Linked DNA regions of Mus musculus: region 2 is linked to region 1. Evidence: chromatin contacts called from public Micro-C data. All regions are on one chromosome and are shown on one strand. The core of a region is the stretch at or near the end of the contact, and the rest is flanking DNA. Distances in the headings are between cores, read along the strand shown.

Region 1 (2,702 bases), core at 98-2,597:
CCTACCCAATGTTCTCTTTTACAGTGCTGCTGGTAGCACATAAACTGTATGCTGCCTACTTTCAACTACACCTAATATCACACACAATATCACACACAACTACACACAACATCGTGAACCTCCAGCAAGGTTAAAGGAGATTTGACTGGATTACTATCATCTTGTATCCATCTTTTTTCTCTGTGTGAGAAAACTGCAGCCTGGGATGATGTAACAACAACCAAAGGACACAAAACTACTTAGACACTGGTTGGGAGTTGAAACTTCAACTCCACAAGGTTATTTCTACGATGGATTGGCAGGTATTATATGTCCCAGTGGGTGTAGGCATGCTTATTAATTTTTTTTTTTTTTGATGAAAGGGAATGTTTGTGGTTTCGCAGGCGTGTGGGAGAATCAAAACGCACAGTGTGCCAGACTTAAGGGTGGTAATCCACGGGCAAGACCACGTGGGGAGGGGCAAAGGGAGGAGGAGGGGCTACATCTGAATCTTTCCTCTACCTGGTAGTCTCTGTGAAGCGAGGGACCCAAGCCTGAGTTGAAGCTCAGTGCTCAGCGCGCACGCACACCGTAGGACATTTCTCCTAAGGAGGTAGCAGCCCGGGAAGAGGTGTACCGCCCCCTGTATTTGTTTCCACGGGGGAGGCAGACAATGTCAGTTTCCTCCTGCTACACAGGGGGACACTGTCAAGGGCCATGAAGACAAGCTCGCCTCCCCCTCTCTCCCGGGGATGTTTACCTCCAAGGCGACGCCGGGACCGGACTCTGACAGGCTTGGGCCCGCGGGGCCCACCCGCGCCCCCCACCTTCTGCAGCAGCTGCGGGCGGGCGGCGGCCAAGGGCTCCCGGGCAGCGCCTTTGTTTTCCCGACTCCAATTACGTTTGCGGAAGTGCTGCGGGCGCGGGGGACGCCGCTGTCCTGCACCCCGAGATGACAGGCGGCACCCGGGAGGGCGGGATAGGCTCGGAGGCCCCGGGCCGGGGCGGCGCCCACCCCGCAGCAGGTGCACGGAGGAGGATCCGGGGCCCCGGGGCGGCGCCGACCCACTCACCTGGAGGCGCTCAGCTGCGCGAGGCGCGGGGAGCCCTGTCCCCGGGGTGCGGGGCGGCCGCTCGGGGCGCCGGGGCGGCGGCGGGCAGGCCAGAGCGCCGCATGTCGGTTGGGTGGCTAGCTCCTCTCCCGGGGGTGCGGCGGGCGCGACGGCTGGATGCAAGCCGGGTGGGGCGAGCGATGGCGCTGGCCCGGCGCAGTCCGGCGCAACCCCTCTGTCCGCTCCTCCTCGCCGCTTTGGTCCCAGGCCTGGCCTCGCTGCCGCCGCCTTCGCTCCCGACCGGCTGGACCCGTTTCAGGGCTGAGCTGGAGAACCGGGCGCCAGGTGCAGCGCTCCGCCTCCTGCGGCGGCGGATGCGTCCGCCGCCTCCTCTCGGCCTCCCGCCCTCTGGGGCCGCCCGGGGGACCCGGTATCCAGCCCCGGCTGCCGTGACATATTCTAAAGAGTGAAGAGGTGGGCGATGCCCCATCCCCGTTCCGCCACACCCCATTGCGCTCGGGCTGAGCGGTGTTTTACTCCCTAATCTCTGATGGGGTGTTGGAAAGAACTTGAAGCCCAAAGTAAATAACAACCTGGTCTAGGGGTGGTGACAGCCATCAGTTTTCCAGAACTTAATAGGTGCCACCCTCAAAGCTAACTCTGCTGATGAGATGCATGCTGTCTGGTTCTAGGCACAACCTTGGTAAACTGTCCTCGGGTGACCCCGCAGACAACAGCTAGGAGAAAGACAGTGCTCGCTCCAGGAGCTTCTGGAACCCAGACAGCATCTGAACATGGCACCTTAATGAAGAAGTGACCTGAGCACAGGTGTTACTCTAAGAATTAAGCTGTATCATTTGTTAAATTCAGATAGCAAGTAGATTGTATACAGGTTTGGTTTGACAAGGGTATGTGCGTGCCTGTGATGGGGAGCAGAGAATCCAGAGCCAGCAATAATGACAGCTAACATTTAGGAACATTCGTTTCTTACATGGGAAGCATTGTTTACATACCATTGAATCCTATAGATGTAAGCAATGTTAATCTATTGTTACAGCTACAAAACGAGACTGAAAGTTAACTAGGTTCAAAATTACAAACAAGTAGAAGAAAATCCAGGCTCTGCATCATAAGACATTACTAAAGAGCACTTTATAGGCCCTGACGCTTCAAATTGTGAAGCCCTTCTTTATGAAAAAGTATAAATATACAGTTGCTGGATGCTCAGCCCCCGTTTCCAGGGACAGTTTCTGCAGTCAATACGCCTTATTACAGACCACTTGAAATGTTGAGACGTGGAAGTTAAACAAAGACGGTATCTGCTAGCGTTTCAGAGGAAAATTATAAAGGTGATTTGTACAAAGGATGACATATCTGCTCTGGTGTGACCTGGAGACAGCTGGATCCCTCATTGTGTGGAAATGAAAAGCTCTTCAAGTTCCCAGTTGGGCTATCATGAAAGACAACATTCTCCTGATCTGTCCAGCCAGTACGGAAGTGAAAAAGAAAGCAAGCATTCTCCTGATCTGTCCATGCATTAAGGAAATGAGAGAGAGAGAGACAGAGAGAGAGAGAGAGAGAGAGAGAGAGAGAGAGAGAGAGAGAGAGAGAGAGAGAACAAAGTGCCTGAAGATCCTACTGTATCAAGTGTGAGAGGAGAGGTTTTGTAGG
Region 2 (2,702 bases), core at 119-2,618, 230 kb after region 1:
TCTTTCTTTTTCTTTTCTTTACTTTTTTTTAGGGAGTGAGCTCCAAATTTAAAGTTTTAGACTTTCTTTTCAAAGAGAAGTAGACATCCTGAATGTAATCTTGGAAGTTGAAAGGTTGTTGGCTGGGGCAGGACTGAGGAGACACAAGCAGAAGTCAGCTCAGTGTAAACACGGCTTTTCTGACAGGAGCAGGATATAACTCCAAACACTGAGTTCCTCACACTGAAGTGGCCAATCAGAACCTGGCTTCTGGCAGCAGTGCTGTGTGGACAGCATACTGAAATTGCCTGAGGGCAGACCACAGTTTAAAGTACCCTTATTATCTCATAATGTACCTACAGTTATTTTTCTTACACAGCAAAAAGAAAAAAAGAAAGAAAAGAGTAAATATGAAGTTACTATTTTTCCCAGAACCTTTCTGCTATACTTAATACCATTTCCCATCCATACATACAAGATAGCTGTGTCAGGAAATAAAACCCCTTTCAAAGGAAAAACGGATTTTCTTGACTCGTGCTTAGCTATATTATCCCCCTGAAATTTTGCCAAAAATCTCCATCTCATATATACGGGCAGTGACGGATCTTTAAAAAGAGGTGGACAGTTTACCCACTAGTTTATGTTGTTTTGTTACCTTCAGTAAAAGATGGGGGAGGGGTCAAAACAGCAATAGAAGAGAAACGACTGGACTGCGTCTGGAGCTTTCTCTGGTAGCTGGGCTCCCACTGTCTATTCTTTCATTTCTCTTTCATTTGCATCATTTCCCCTCAGGATTCAGCCTCCCACAGCTTCCAAGAGTACAGACACTCTGCTAATCATGTGCCACTCAGCACAAGCCTGACAGCTTGACTTGTGCATGTAGTGTCCTTACCGGAAAACCTCCATTCATTCTTCAGGTGGGGAGGAGGATGAACCTGCATCTTGCAATGAGCAATGAAATACTTTAGTTTGTGGGCTCGGAACAAGATCAGAAGATGGAGCTAAAGGCTCAATTAAGGAACCTAGGATGTGAGGTTGTGTCCAGGACAGCTGGCTGTGAAATGTTAGATAAAATTAACTACTGCAACTCCGGCTTTCCTGGGTTGGAAAGTCAAAAGGTCACAGCATCGGAGCAGGACACCCACCTTCCAGATGTTCACTTACCCTACACTGCAGCGGGCCAGCTGCACCGCCATCGCAAGTCTGCGCGGCCTCGGCCGAGGAGGCGCGGGCGCTTGGCTGTTCTCATGCCCCTGGCCGCAGCCCGGGCTCCCAGGGTGGGTGCTGCCCCCCAGGGCGGGGCCTCAGGAAGGGAGCCGAAGCCTGAAAAGGTGCGGCATGGCCGGGCAGCAGAGACAACGTCTCCCCTGGAGTAGGGCGGACGTCCTTCGGCAGTGGTCCCGGCTCCTCCCCCTGCACCCCTCCTAATCCACCCCCCTCCTCCCAGAACTGCTCACGAGTTCGCGGCTCGCTCCCTGAAAGTGGAGCCAAGGGACCCGCGGCTACGGAGCACAACCCTCAGTGTTGGCACCGCCAGGGGCTACCCCTGCCCAACAGCATTGGGTTCCAAGCACAACCAAAGGGATCCGAAGTGCTGGGCCACAGCTCGCACTCCCACCCGGCAACCTATTCACACACGGCTCCACCTCCCCAGCAAGATCCAGACCACCAAGTATGAAAGCTAAGTGAGCTTGTATCTCCCTCTCCTGCCCCACATCCCCAGAGCCACCTGGACTGAGACATCACCTGATCTCTGTCCACGTGGGAGCAGGCGCGGCTCGTCCGGTGCTGCAGCGTGGCGCCAGCCCCGCAGGTGATCTCCTGTCACCTGCCCCGGGGCCCTCCCCTGAAGGCTGCGCTGCTCCAGTGCCAGTTTAGCAGTCAAACCTGTTTTGATCCCAACGCCACGCCTCGCAGCTCTACCCTAAGACACCACCAGACCTAAGTACTTTGCCCCAGTGCACTCGGAAGTGCACCAAGCACTTCTAAATTTAAAAATGCGTCCAGTATTGCACTTTTCTATCCCCGAGTACCCAAATATCGAAACGCTTGTTTCTCAAAACAAAACATCAAGAAAGATCATATTCTTACCCTTTAAGGAAACAAGCGCCTCAAAACATAGCCATTATTCAGTTAGACCTCATTCCATGAGATGCCTGCATCTGTCTGTGTGATTCCCATCGTCAGTAACCGCCCCAAGAGAATGACAAAAGAACCATTATTCCATCCTGTCCTACAATGGATTGTCAATGCAAAATTCATGCCCCAAGGGACCTCAGCAGAACTCTCTCAGTTCCTTGCTTTACAGATGCAGATGCTTAGGCTGAGCCCAGCCTTAGGATTGGGGGGAGGGGGGGGCGGGGATGCAGAGATGAGTGGATTCCTGAGAACCCACAGCCAAAGGGGCAACCTTCAGGTTTCATGAAGGACCCTGACTCAAGTAAATTAGGTCCAGAGCAGTTGAAGATGCTACCCAAGGGCACACACACACACACACACACACACACACACACTTCAGCACTTTCCTCTCTCCCCACTCCTAAAGAAAAGCCTGAAGCCTATAGGCTAACATAAACAGGGCCTTTTGGAGGTCCATTTCAGTAAAAAATTAACTCAGAGAGCAAAGGATCTAAGAAGTCCCTCCAGACCTAGCTCAGCTTTAAGTGAATCCAGCATTTTAGTTTAGTTCTGTGCAAATCAGCTAAGGTAACTTTGACCTGAAA

What was found. A called contact is a pair of places that touch in the nucleus more often than the background predicts.
Region 2: a contact with region 1 is called in a Micro-C map of embryonic stem cells, with 5 times the contacts expected there. The contact joins the promoter of 1700019D03Rik here to the promoter of Mfsd6 in region 1. A contact is called at or near these places in 12 of 39 promoter capture datasets (the 3T3-L1 cell line, the C10 cell line, the HPC-7 cell line and 8 more), 2 of 484 Hi-C or Micro-C datasets (both in embryonic stem cells), 7 of 115 datasets of contacts at active chromatin or transcription factors (effector CD8 T cells and embryonic stem cells) and 1 of 9 other capture datasets (adipose tissue).

The regions. Positions count from the first base shown.
Region 1 is chr1:52,725,971-52,728,672 of GRCm38.p6, forward strand. It overlaps Mfsd6 (major facilitator superfamily domain containing 6), which reads right to left and starts at 1,348. Exons shown (of 6, transcript NM_178081.4): 1 at 1,053-1,348.
Region 2 is chr1:52,951,472-52,954,173 of GRCm38.p6, forward strand. It overlaps 1700019D03Rik (RIKEN cDNA 1700019D03 gene), which reads right to left and starts at 1,369. Exons shown (of 2, transcript NM_144953.3): 1 at 1,144-1,369.